2 separate regions of the Gossypium hirsutum genome follow, and region 1 is linked to region 2. A link is a contact called in public Hi-C data. All regions are on one chromosome and are shown on one strand. The core of a region is the stretch at or near the end of the contact, and the rest is flanking DNA. Distances in the headings are between cores, read along the strand shown. Region 1 holds the start of LOC107899563 (transcription factor bHLH140). Region 2 holds the start of LOC107948946 (protein SCO1 homolog 1, mitochondrial).

Region 1 (7,480 bases), core at 3,290-5,789, 540 kb after region 2:
ATCTTATTTGTTAATCTAGACTCCAATTGAAAAATGTAGCAACTTAAGTATTAGTCTTTACATTTATCCTTTCAACTATAGCAAAAATATCATTTAGATAAATAATTTTGATTTCACTAATAGATTATTTTTCATATTATTTTAGTATTTTTTCCTGGAGTAGTCCATTAATATTATGTTTTAACATATACTACTTTTATGAGCATAAAAACTTTCAAATGAATATAAAAAGAAAACAAGAAAACAAATATAGGTAATAAATAATTGGTGAGCAAAAATAATATAAATGATATTATGAGTGAAAAGCTTTTATGTAATAATTACCCTTACTAAAAATTTATATAAAAATTAGTTTTGGTTGAAAAGATAAAATTGAAGAAATGAAATTTATTGCATCATTGGTTAATGATATCATTTAAAATTCTTTCATAATAGTATTACATATTTTGTTTACTTTTTTCAACTAAATTTATGTTCAATTAATTCAAAACACCAACTCAAAAGATACTACTTTTTTTTTTCAAAATCTTTGGGGATTAGTGGTAGGGGGCAAGGTCCCATCGGCTCCCCATGAGGAGCCGCCACCGAGTCAACCACGAGCAAATTCATTTCTAGGGCTGACAAATCAAGCAAAATGTGATACTTTTACCACTGTTTTTCATTGTATATACAGCAAAAATTGAGGGAAACATGGTTTACAAACACCTAGGGGTCACAGGCCAGAGTTAGTTTGCTCAGGCACTAATCGACCCTTTTTCTGTAGATCTGCAGGGTAAGGAGCTTGGCAGCTGCTGATATGTGATTTTAGCCTAGGAATGTTAGGGTGAGCACTTCTACACCGGTGGCAACGCAACTCCATTGGCATTAGTCTCTTCTCATCTTGAATTGTTGCTTTCCCTTGATTATTAATTTCCTCTATTACATCTACAGAATCACGGAAAAATGCAGTGGTGAAAGAGTTCCAATGCTTCTTATGCTTGAGATGTTTGGAGTCGAAATCTTGGCTAATAACGTGCAGGTGCAGTTGGCGCATCGAAGGGACCTGCAGGAGGAGATATATGCAACACACCATAGGTTCAAATGGCACATTCCACTGTCCACCAATCATTGAAGATGACAAGACACGGACCAAGACACATGGGTAGATTGATTGTAATCTGAAGCATAATAAAATGCTAGATTCTCCTATACGGATGACCATACTACTCTATTCTTAAACTTCTTCACAACTGTTAAACGATTGTCGTAAAATATTTTTGCTATAAGTATTTAGTTCTTTATCCATAAATATATTGGGGCCATGATATTATCTCTTTGTCTGCATCTACAAGATTACAACCTATATTTTCCTTTGGCCTTTCTACAACCTTTGCATCTGTCATGTATGCATCATACTGCTATTAATTGGATGCTACATTGAAGTGAATCTAATCAAATGATTCTTGTGTTTGGTAACCCACACGCTTCTGGATTCAGTCAAATCTTAGGTCTAGTGGCATATTCAACTAAGGTTGTTCTCTTCATGCTACATATGTTCCACTTGCCCGAGTTCAGGAAACACTATGATTACCAACATGCGATATCCAAGACAATTTCAATCATGTATTGAGTTGTATCTCCATTTATCAGACCTAAAAACTATGTGAACAAAAACAAAATCAGGAGAAGGGTGTTTAGCATACCGAATGATAACCTAGGCGGAAAACCAATGATGCATCTTCACCTACAAACTTATCAACCCATCTCAAACCCACTTCGTGCATTGTCATTAACAAGGGAAGGTGCTCTTTGCGTGCATCCGCCAAGGTATCAAGACCTTTAATTCTTGCCAACACCAAAAGATGCTGTTTTGCCTGCAGAAGGAAGAAAAAGAATCCAACTATTCATTTGTTGAAAAATCATCATAAGAGAGACTGGAAGAAGACGGTGGGTATTTTACCTTTGGATATATATCATTTAGTACAACAACATCGTCAGATGCCTCAAGCACTTGCTTGCTATGCTTCTCGGGCTGCATGGCAATGTTATAGAGAGCCTGAAGGCACGGAGCCCACATTTTTGTCTTAGTTCCACTAATCTCATCTTCTAATTTTGAAGGCCCTGACAAAATACTTCCACTACTCCTGGGAACCTTAACTTGGGTATTTGCTATGGATAAAAACCCTTTGAACAGTGATGAGTAAGCATCCCCAAGAACTTTGCAACCATTAACATAGTCATTGTCTAGACAATTTGGTCTACGTGGGTTCATATTTGGCCCAAGAACATGTATCACATGGGTCACCCCTTCCTTAGAATACAAAGGAGAAGTTGATGGCAGAGGGACAACAAGGGCATTCCCGGGAAGAAGAGATCTAGCCTGCTCCTTGGTTGCAGCCTCCAGGGCAGGACCAGCAGCATTGAAAATTGCGGCATTTACGCCTCCACCTCCAGGCTTCAGACGCCTGAACAAAATAATCTCTTGGTTTACATTTATAGAAAAAAAAAATATGTATAATCTGTGAGAAGTATTATGTTTCACGTTACTGGAAAGCAGGTATGATATGCATTCACACTTGACAGAAATACTTCCATAGCTATTGGATATCTGATCTAACTATTTGTGAGATCCTAAAGTAGGAAGATTAAAGATTCCATTTCAGACAGAATAAACTTGCCGGAAGGTTTTTTATGGTCCAAAATCAAGTTAGACAAATTGTTTCATACCTTGATTTCAGACATTGGTATGCTCATAGTTAACATCATCAAGGTAGACAGAATGAACTTCCACAACATTATAGTTAAAACCGGTGACTGATCTTTCCTCATAGATATTATTAATTCTGGAGGATAAGCTCTACAGCATTAGTGCACATGGTGTTCTATATCAGCGAACCCGAAGGACGCAGAAAGATGAAAAATAACTACCAGCAAAGTTCCTCTGCCTAAAAGTTACTATTGTACTTGTTCACTTAGCTACCAGATATTAGAAAAGTATGTTATATATACAAAAGGCTTACCAGTTGGCAGCATTAGCTATTACATTGCAGCACAAACCTCCCTTTGTATAAAGTTGACATATATCTCCTATAAATGTAAAGAACCTTTTGGAGTCGATCTTCTTTTCTGCTGCTTTAGCCCTAACCAAAGACAAAATCTTTGATCTCTCAGTCAAGTCCACTAAAACAAGCCTGGCATTACCGAGCTTATCCATGAATTCCTCTACTTTCCCAACAATAACATCAGATGCCTTCTCAAGGTCAAATTGGAAATCTGCTGTAGAAATAGATGGAAATGCCAGAGTTGGAATATCAGATTCATCCTGACTAATAGAACCTGGCGCCATGTCTTCACTGACCTTTATCTTCTGACTAGCCATGCCTGACGATGATGAAACAGTTTCTTGTGTTTTGCCGCATGGACCCTTATCCTCAGTAAGTTGAGAAGGGACAGAATCCCGAGTATTAGTTTCATGGGGTCGTTTTAAGAACCTCATTATACCAAGTTGAGTTTTGGCATTGGGATCCTTCTGACCAAAACAGCCATGTGGAAGAGTGTCCAAAGGACCGACTGCTGTGTAGGTTTTAATAGCAGCATCAACATCAGTCTCGTTCCGGCAAAAAGTGATCCGAGAAAACCCTTCACTCAGCTTAGGCAATTCTTTGTTTTGCAGCATTCTATTCACAACTGCTGCAGCTTTTCCACCTTGCAGATTTCCCTCATGCCCAGTGCGTTTGACTATAGGGGATACAGAAAGCTTGGCGGGGAGATCAAGCACAACAGCATGCACTTCCACTTCTGGACCACCAAGATTTACAAAATCAACCCGCTGCTCTTTATCTAAGTTGCATCTATCAATAAATACACTCTTGCCCTCTTTCAATGAAGCGGCTGCACTCTTTAAGCACTGTGGCTTTGTCCCACTTTTTCCATTATTAATAGTATCCTGCAAGCGTAAATAAATCAATCTTTTCTTTAACATTTAAAACACCTCACTTGCTAGCAGCTCCAATTCATTGTTCTTAAAATAGAAGGATCAAGAGTCAAAACATCACATAAATTTCCACTCAAAACACCGGATTTCCATTAACGAGAGAAAGAGAGAAACCTGGCAGACGCGAACCCAGGGACGTGAAGAGGCCAGCATTACGTTCTCGCAAAAAGTGGACTTGCCGCTTCCTGGTGCGCCCACCAAAATCGCCACGATTGGCTTCCCCTTTGCCTTTCCTTCTTCATCTTTTTCAAAGAAGAGAAGGGCGCACACACGGAGAAGTTTAGTAACGAGTACGATGATACAACCTGAGAATAGGATCGAATCATAGGACCAGGAAAAGGGGAATACCTACCTTTGGGTTTACAGGCGCCATCGATGTCCATTTCCATTGTTGTAAGTAATTTCCAAGCACTGTTCGATTATGATGGAAATGCCGAGGCTTGTCTTACAAGCTTCAAGTGCGATAGCCGATCGGCATAGTATCTATGGGTAGAAGGTAAGTACATTTTATAGCTATGATTTAAGAACCCCTCCCGGTCTCTGTTCGGTTACCGGGAAATGGACCTCTTTCCGCGTCAAGGCCCAAGGGGGAAGCCTTTCTAAGGGAACAAAATCCTTATTTATTTATAATTCTCCTATGTTGGTTTAATTGTTTATATTTAAGGTTACTCTCCTTCCAACAACATCATCTCGAGAAGATGATTTTGTATAGATAAAATTTAAAACGAAATTATGTTTAAGAATCTAATTTGGAATTTGCTACTCGAAATTTAGTTTGAATTTGATGGAATACCATATGATCTATAAACTCAAAACTCGTTTTGAAATAAAATTGAACTCATTTACACAAGCTAATTTATTTTTGGGTAAATTAATAGTTTAATTAAAAATATAAAAAATTCATTTATTGATAAATTAATTTAAGAATGCTGAGAAAAAAATAAAAAAAAAAGTTAAAATTTTAAACTTATGAAAAAAATACTTTTTGACCAACTTTCTAAAAACATAATTTATTTAAGAATACTTTTATCTCAAACTAAGCCTAAATTTAAAAATAACTTGATCCAATTCTTAAAGATACTTAAACTCAATTCATTTGAGCTCGAGCTAAACTATAAATTAGATCTCGAACTTGAAATGATCCAATGAGATCCATGTTTCATTTCCACCTTTCTCATGTATCCATTTTTTTTCTTTAGCAAACCTGGCAGCTCCCTTAGTCCCCTATCTATAGAAAATTCAGAGCATTTACACACAGCTTCCCCCTTCTATAAGAAAAAGAATCGAGGTTGGGAACAACAATGAAAGCCGCAATGGGAAACTTGACCATGGAATCAAAATTTACAGAGTAGGAAACAACCCTAATTTTTGAGATGCCAATAAAGAGTCTTTGGTAGATTATTAACTTAATTGTAAGGTGCCCATGCAAACATACTGACATTGAAATTTAAAGGAATGCATCTTTGTTGCATGAAATTCGTTGGTAATTAGCATACCATTTACTGCCACTGCTGCTGCTTTCTGTATTTCTGATTCATCTGTTTCAGTCTCCCAATCATCTTAACATTTTAGCTCTCGCTAGTTTACCCACGAAAACAAGTCGATTTACTAGGGTTCTTTTTACTATATTGGAGACTAGCAGAGAAATTTTTTTATTATATTGGAGACTAGAAGAGAAATTCAAATTAAAATCCAATCTTAAAATCTGCTGCTTTTTGCAATTCACTGTTCTCAACAATGATACATGATCCCACAGTCGGATTAGCACCAACTTGAAAGACAATAGAAACCCAAGACAAAAAAGAAGCTTAAAACTGAAATAAAAATGGCAGATAACTAAGTGGACCCTAAAAGTACACCGATATTAGCTAAGACATTGTGAAACCTCGTATAACAGAGGGGCTGATGGTTCTGTCTACTTGGATCTCTGTCTCATCTTTCGGCGCTTCCTCTTCAGTCTTCTCATGCGCTTCTTCTTCCACTGTTACATATCATGTAAGATGCCATAAATGAAACATCATTCAAAGATCTATTGTATAAATAAGAACAAATTAAGACAAAAAGGAAAACAGCATTACCTTGGCTCTCATGGTGATAGGATAAAAGGAAACTTGATGCCGCTTTCTCGGTTATTCGTTGAACCCTAGCCGGATGCAGAGGCGGCAATCAATTGCTGGCAAGGATTTCTACCATCTACACCATTTATATATATAACTTATAAAGCCCTAGCAGGAAGAGATACCGACCCGATCCAGAGTCAACAATATTGGATTACTTGAACTTGGGCCAACGATTAGAAAATAATTTATTTCCAAATGATAAAGGTTTCCCTGAAAGAGAAAGGAATAGGTTTAGAAGAACATATATTGCTCCAAATTGTTATTTACTAATTAAAAATATTTTTTATTTAAATTTAATTTTTAAATTATATTAAATAAATAGTGAATTTGGGTTAAGGGTCGAAACGAATTTGATAAAAAAGAGTGGTAAAGCTCATTAGCTCTGTTTGTTTCAGTGGAGGCTAATCAAATGCAGGTGAAATTTAATTCCAGCAGGGCAGCTCAATGGTTTTGCATATGATTTGCCATGATATATACAGTATGGATGGCAATCGGTCGGGTAGTACGCATATAAGGGGGAGCTATAACAATTTTTTTAGGGGTTAATGAAATTTTAATATTTTATAGTCTATATTTTTATAATTTTTAAAAGATTAAATCTAATTTTTATCATTTTAAAGGAGTCAAACTGTAATTTTATCTTTACTAATTTAAATTAAAAAAATTAAAGGTCTAAATAACAATTTTGTATTTTAGGGGGATCGGAGCCCCTACCAACCCCCTATGGATATTGTTATATTAATTACCTTTTCATAATTGGATGTACAATCTTGAAATTTATTATCACTTCCATAAATATTGGATGCATTACTATTTATTTTTATTTTTTTCAATAGTTTTATAGTCAAGTATTTAAACATAATTCTGCAAAAGATATGTAGTGGACCAGGTAGGAGTTGATACGAGCAACCCAACCCAATTCGAGGTCCATGATGGAGATGGACTTAGTTTTTTAAAGCCCAATTACAAGATTCAAATCCAAGTTTGCCAGGAAAACATTTTCCATCTTCCTCCACTCTTACCAATTTGGTTCCTCCTTCTTTCGTTCTTCATCTGTCCCTTCCTGAATCTCAATCAACGTAAGTTTTTTATGCTTTTTATTTTCTGTATTTCATCTGTCTGTTGAAGAATCTTCTTCTTCTTCTTCTTCTTCCTTTTTTATGCTTTTTTTTATGCTTTATTTAAAATCTGTTTGTTTCTGGGTTTTGCATCGTTAGCTTATTCTTTTTCTTGTTTTTATTTTGAAATTTTGGAATTCATTTAACTGTTGCAAATAATTTCGTAATCATTTTTCTTGCTTATTTTTCGAATCTCGTTTTTGTTGATCTGGTTCGAGAGGGGGAGAGGCGGGGGATTTTTGTGGAAGCTTTGTCGCTAAACTTGAGAA
Region 2 (6,837 bases), core at 3,525-6,024:
TCCTTCTTCTTTTTCTTCTTCTTTTATCGCCCAGCCTAACTAGGGTTTTAATTTGGGGTCGTTTACATAGTAGAATGGCATGCCACTTTTCCGTTACGTTTATAATGAAAAATGGTTAAAAGGTCTGTTTTGTTATTTTTCAAAAGTTGAGTGACTGAATTGAAACCAAAGTGACTATTTTGTCAGCTACCCTAAAGTTGAATGACTATTGGTGTAATTTACCCCCCAAAACAAACAACCCTCTTCAATTTATAGGCATAGTATTTTTTTTTCAAAAATGTTGATCAAAGTTGTTCATGTATATGTTGTTTTATATGTACTCTATGTCAAATTTGAAATGACATTTATTGCCTAAATTTATGGGCAAGACCTATCATATTTTTATGACTTAATTAATACAAAATTGATCACTTGCCTATCAACATGAATACTATAACATGCTTCAAACCATATCAACCCCACTTATTGACACCCTATCATTAGATGCTTCACAGTTTCCTTCACCATATGACACAAATCACAAATAGGGAATCTTTACACCTTCTCTTCACATATTAATATTAGTTGGGATGGTGTTACTACATAATATACGCATTCTTAGGATGAACTTACTATTGAATCGTACCAATTGATATGATTCACAGCTAACCTTTTTTACATAGGGTCCTTCCCAATTCGTCATTATCTTGTCTTTTAGTATTTTTTTGCTAATGGCCTTTACGTGCCTCAAATTCATGTATGAGCTGGGCATTTTATTGCAATGTTCCTTGATGTCGTTGGAACTATTCTTGAAGGAGCTTGAGTTGCTTCGGTAGTTTTGTATATTGTTGGCTCGCATTCATATTGTTTTGGATGGAGGAATGGTCAGTTAGTGGCAATAGGGGTAGGGGGTTATTTGCAAGTTGCAACTTGAGGTTCATATTGATTTAGGTAGCTATGGTAGTACTAAGGCTGAGGTTGCGTGTAAATTTGCTAGTGATACTATTGGTAGGCTAGATGGGTGGTGTTGTACGAATATCCCTCGTGATGACTAGGTTGACCATAGTGGTTATAGGCAAAATATTGCTGGTATCCTGACCTCATAGGGCATTGGTAGTAAGGCTTTATTTTTATAGGTTTGAAGATTTAATGTGGGTCTTTCAAAAATGATCACTTTAGCTTACAAGTCTAATTTTAAGATTATGGATATCTTTTTTTTTTTTAACATTAATTTCATTAAGGTTCTTATCATAACTGCTCTTTTTGATACTATGCCTAGAACTACTCATAACCCCTCCCCAACCCTTAAATAGGAAGATAATGCACTTCAACGTACTCAAACTCATGACCTTCTGCATTGACAATAATGCCAATGCCAATCGAACTAAGACTCAATTGACAAAATTATGGGTATCTCATTTAGATTTGATTGACTTTTAAAGTTATAAGATATGACACGAGACATTATTAATTTTTAAAAGATGAATGAGGTAAATTTATGTACAAGTGACCTTGCTTGAATTGGAGGAGTTGCGTCTCGATCCTTTGTCCGGGAATATGTATCAAACTTGTAATTTCCCTTGTAAAAGAATATATAAAATTTCTTGATTGTTGAAAATAGAATTCTATAAATCCAACAAGACAAAGAAAAAGAATTGGAAAGGCCCAAGGAGCTAAACTTTTCGTTTAGACAACAAAAAAGTTTTCTGGCCTGTTAATCGCCATGGTCCATCAAAGCCCCTGAGCCCTGACCCAGCTTCAACCCCACAACTCAGAAGGACACTCGTGCGGTCCTGCCTGCGCCTGATATAAACGAAACTCAAGCCTCCTTAACAGAGATCAGGTAGCTTCGAGAAACAAAGGAGCCTGCTACATCGTCTTCATCGTTTTCATTTGCCAGGTAAAACTCCTCTTTATCATCATAAGTCCTAGCGTTAATTCTTTTTTAACCTTTTATATAATTACATAATGATTGTTTTGTTGTCTAACAAAAATATTAGGGTTTTTTTGACTTCGGGCTTTTTGATCTGATATTTGTTTTTATTTTAATTTTTTTATCAGATTTTGGGAACTGATCATGGCTGGAGGAGGAAATTTCATGCACAGAGTTATATCTTATGTCGTCAATGAGCTTGTCGTTGATAGACTTGCAAATAGGTACCTTTTTTTCTCTGGTTTATTTTTCATTATTTTCCATTGATTTTTTTTCCTTATTGATTTATTTTTCTAGAATAAGAAAAAAAATCAAAATATTTTCTCGAGATCAGAAAGGTTGAATATTTGTTCGTGTAATTCTAAAGACTTGAAAATAGCTTGTTGTTTGTTAACTATTTATGGAAGCTTCTTTCTCTGGCTGCTGGGACTGCTCTGTTTCCCATCAGTTCGTTCACTTGAAGCAAAAGTGCCTCAATTCTCAAATCACACACACACACACACACATCGATAGTGCAACATGCCTTGCATTATGGATTAAGGAGGTTTGAGAAGATTTTTACCTCAAAATCAGCCCCCTTTCCCTTTTTGGTACAAATTTATTTGAAATGATATTGACTTTTTGTTTAATATATCTTTTCAAATGCTTGAGACCAAATTTTGTTTTTAAAGTTTGTGAATCATCTAGGAAAAGGATTCCGAAATTTGGTTTGCTTCGATAGAGTTGTTAATGTTAGGCATATGCTATCTCCAGTGTAAAATATCTGGAACTGGATTTTTTTGTTGGGGGGGGGATTGAGAAAATTTTCATATGAACAAAATAAATAATTGAACATTGAAGTTTGATCTTTAATAGCCGGTGGAAAGTTTTCTCATAGTTTTAGGCAATCTGAGTTCTTTTTCCTTTTAGTTTCATTGATTGTTTGTTTGCTTACATTAATCATTGCTCTATGATTCCTTCGAGGACCAACCTTTGTTTCTTTTTTATCTTCTTTGGTTTTTTATGTTTTTTATTTTTCAGCCCTGCATTCCAAAGATTTGCTGTGAGGACATCAAAGAGGATAGAAGATATCTCCAGTATGGGTATGTGCATGTCTCGTCCTGTTACTATGATCTTTTTCTAAATTCTGTGTGTGAATTTAACCTGCTATTATCCTACAAAAAGCCAACGAAAGACCTTGCTGATGTTAATTGCCGGCTTTGGTGCATGCAGCTGAGAAGAAGAGGCAAGAACTCGCTGAACAAATGAAAGAAATCTCGAAAAACATGGAGGTTGGCTGTAATTATTTAACTTGATATTAAAACTTTACCTTTGGTGGATATTTTATTGTTTCTAACCACATATTGTTTTCCTTGCAGTCTAAAAACTAATGATCGTATTCGTACAACTGCTCTGACCCTCTCGTAGTTTTGGTAATCTCTAGCTTATGTACTGCTATATGAATCCATTTTCTGAAATAGAGGGGCGTAATTTGGCACCTCTAATCCACTGGTTATGGTACTGCTGCATGTATTTCAAAGGTGGTTTATTCTCTTCCAATTGGATAATGTAGGAGAAGTTTTCTTTTTGAATATGCAATGATACATATATATATCCCATTTATAATGAGTGATATTGACAAGCTGGTGGTAGTATTATGTTACATGGAACTCGTTGTGATTTTGGATAGTGGCATTTGCTCGTTTCATTCGGTCTTGATGTTTATATACTTTTCCAGATGTTAAATTGATGAAATAAGAGGTTAAAATGTGTGGCTTGTGATTTAAGGTAAGTTCAAAGTCAAATGAACTCTCTCTTGCAGTGCTGGTTGAAGATGTTTGTTCATCATAGGCAAAAGATGTGAGCATCAATGATCATCTCTCCCTATAAACATTTTTGGTAACCACCATTGACTTCCAAGAGATTTTCAGACAAAATAATTCAATTTTATTGTGTTTCGGGTTTCGACTTGATTCAATTGTATGGGATGATGCAAATTGGGTTCGGAGGCGTGGTTGTAGCTGGGTCTTTAATTAAAATTTTCGTGTTTGGATTGAATTAATGTTTGCAGAATTCGGTTGGATTGATTGGTTGAGTTGGTTTTTTTGGTTTTATTAAAAAAGATAAAAATAAAAATATTAAAAAAAATTGATTTCATGTCAGTAGATTTCACGTTCTATTGATTGGATTGGCCTCATCAATCCACACAATTATATCTCTCAACTACTGGTATTTTTTTGTCAATTAATTATAAAAATGTACGAAATTATCATTCAATTATTAAATTTTATCTTTTTTTATTAATAATTATAGATTTTGAAATTTTCATAAAATAACTTTATACTTTAAAATTTTTATGTTGTGTAAATTTAATCTTGATTTTGAAATAATATTTACATATTGTGTAATTTAAATTTTTTTAATAATCTTATTATTCTTTAAGATTTTTTTACTTAAAAAGTTTTAAAAAAATTTATTAGTGTTGAAAATATAAAAAATAAAATGAAAAACATTCAAAAATTCATGATAATAATTTTCATCTTTTCTTCTTTTTAAAAATAACATTCAAAGTTAAGAATTAAAATTAAAATTACATAATTTATAAATATTGATAGTTAAAATTATTATTATGTTAATTTTTAAAGTGGCCACCGTTGACCAGCTAATAAAAAAAAGATAAAATTAAATAACCTAATACTTATTTTGTAATTTTTTATAATTAATTAACTAAAAATAATTAAATAGTTAGTAATATAATTTACCCTTCTAATAAGAACTATCAATTTATAAAAATATAAATCAAGGTCTGTGGTAGTATTTGATTAACCATTATTATTTTTAAAGCTCTGAAAAAAAATCATAAAAAAACACATGGACATAGGCTGTGGGGCTTGGATTCTACTCCAAATCTTCCCAAAGTAGCCCAATACAGCAGGAAATGTGGAGTTGAGATCTAATTAAAATGATGTCTAATTCCCTTTATTTGCAAAACCCCTGTTCCTTTCGTAGTACAGTAGGGTTTATCGAAACGCAAAAGTTGAAGACTGGAAAGATCCCATGGCTACTGCTATTTGGAGAAACGCATCTCGTTTACGAAGCTTTAATCGGTGTCTTTATGCCCGCAGTCTGAGCCAATTCAGATCCTCCATTCCATCTTCAACCATAACCCCCCACTCTCTTTGCGCTCCATCTCTCCCTTCCTTCCCTCCGGTTCGTTTCCCTCCTCATTTCTTTCTTCTCCTTTTGAAAGTTACCCAGAATATCCTTTCAATCTCTCATCTTTCTTTTTTGGTGGTTCACAGGTTATTCCTGTTGGAGCTGAATTCAAATCCTTGGGAATTTATGGAAGGTTTTTATCTAATTCCACCGCAACTCCTACCGAAAATCAAGAGAAATCGTCTTCGTCATCGAAAACCAATTCTGAAGAGACCCAAAACACTGGAGGTTCGCAGCAGAGCAGTGGTAGTGAAGGCAAGCCTGTTCGCGGCGGGGTACTTCAATTTTTATTCCCCTTTTTGGCTTCTTAATTTGTTCTCTTTCTGAAACTTCCCCTTTTTTTGGATTAAAAAGTTTCGAATCTTGTTTTGATTGGATTGGAATTTGCAGCCTGTTTCATGGTTGAGTTTTCTTTTGCTGCTTGCCACTGGAATCGGTATTATTTTTTACTACGACAATCTAAAGAAAAGACATATTGAAGGTACACTTCTATGGTGAGTTGTAAGTTATGTTAAAAGGTTTTGCATTGCTGGGAAAGAGAGCATCACAATAAACAGTTGAGTCTTTAAAAGTTATAACTTGCGACTTCGGGCATCGTTAATGTCATAGTTCCATGGTTCTACAATATGCAAGATAGTCTTTTAAAAGTTGTAACTTGCAAGTTTGGGCATCACAATGTGTTTTTTAGGCTTTATTTAAGAGTAGCAGTGTTGTCAAAATGAATTGAACTTTGGCAGAAAAGAGTTCTTATGGTTCAGCTAGGCGATGAATGAAATGTCTCCAATTTTCAATTACTAATTACTAGTATCATATCACTTTTTCTTTTTCTGCTCGTATTGGTTGAAGACTTGAAGTTTTACTACTGCAGAAATTAGTAATGCTTCAAAGGCTGTGAAAGAAGGACCATCAGCTGGAAAAGCAGCCATCGGGGGTCCATTTAGTCTTGTAAATCATGACGGTAAACGTGTTACTGAGAAAGACTTTAAGGGGAAGTGGACTTTGGTTTATTTTGGCTTCACTCACTGTCCAGATATCTGCCCAGATGAGCTGCTAAAGCTAGCTGCTGCTATTGACAAAATAAGTAAGTTGCTGATAGTTTCACTTGGCCAGAAAATAAAATTATGAATTGTATGTTTAGTTATTTAAAAACTTGCATATCATCAAAGAAACTAATGTGATTCTTTATTTATAATGAAACTAGAATATGAGACAAGAATTTGTCAGGCTAGAAACAACTCAAGTGATCCATTTGTAGTAACTTCAATTTCTATTTGGTGTCTTCTTTTGTTTTCACTTCTTAGAGGAAAAGGCTGGAATAGACATTGTGCCCGTATTTATCTCTGTTGATCCTGAAAGAGATACTGTTGAGCAAGTACGTGAATATGTGAAAGGTACTTCATAGTATTTTTTTGAAGTATTTTGGTCAATTTGCTTATGCAACTGTAATTTGGTTCATCGAAACTTTTACCTGTAATTATTTTCCCACTTTTGCAGAGTTTCATCCAAAATTAGTAGGTTTAACTGGTACACCGGACGAGATAAAGAAAGTTGCTCGTGCATATCGAGTTTATTATATGAAGACGGCAGAGGAAGATTCAGATTACCTTGTTGATCATTCCATAGTCATGTAAGTACTAGCTTTGTTTGATTTGACCTACAATGTTGTTGACTGGTAATTGAGATCTGTATAGTAATAGGCATTGGTGTATGTTGACATTGATGAACACAAA

What was found. A called contact is a pair of places that touch in the nucleus more often than the background predicts.
Region 1: a Hi-C map of leaf shows a contact between it and region 2, with 2.5 times the contacts expected there. The contact joins the promoter of LOC107899563 here to the promoter of LOC107948946 in region 2. A contact is called at or near these places in 2 of 34 Hi-C or Micro-C datasets (callus and leaf).

The regions. Positions count from the first base shown.
Region 1 is chrA04:78,133,248-78,140,727 of Gossypium_hirsutum_v2.1, forward strand. It overlaps LOC107899563 (transcription factor bHLH140), which reads right to left and starts at 4,540. Exons shown (of 6, transcript XM_016825317.2): 1 at 4,326-4,540; 2 at 4,088-4,215; 3 at 3,000-3,925; 4 at 1,940-2,444; 5 at 1,683-1,853; 6 at 626-1,042. The coding sequence starts at 4,362. The coding sequence ends at 713. It overlaps LOC121228170 (a long non-coding RNA gene), which reads right to left and starts at 6,502. Exons shown (of 2, transcript XR_005925700.1): 1 at 6,052-6,502; 2 at 5,659-5,954. It overlaps LOC121228171 (a long non-coding RNA gene), which reads left to right and starts at 7,003. Exons shown (of 2, transcript XR_005925701.1): 1 at 7,003-7,480.
Region 2 is chrA04:77,593,010-77,599,846 of Gossypium_hirsutum_v2.1, forward strand. LOC107948946 (protein SCO1 homolog 1, mitochondrial) reads left to right here and starts at 4,775. Exons shown (of 7, transcript XM_016883621.2): 1 at 4,775-5,101; 2 at 5,194-5,382; 3 at 5,498-5,588; 4 at 5,976-6,188; 5 at 6,409-6,498; 6 at 6,602-6,734. The coding sequence starts at 4,949. LOC121203000 reads left to right here and starts at 1,509. Exons shown (of 6, transcript XM_041111412.1): 1 at 1,509-1,879; 2 at 2,041-2,136; 3 at 2,933-2,994; 4 at 3,125-3,183; 5 at 3,271-3,324; 6 at 3,714-3,949. The coding sequence starts at 2,057. The coding sequence ends at 3,282.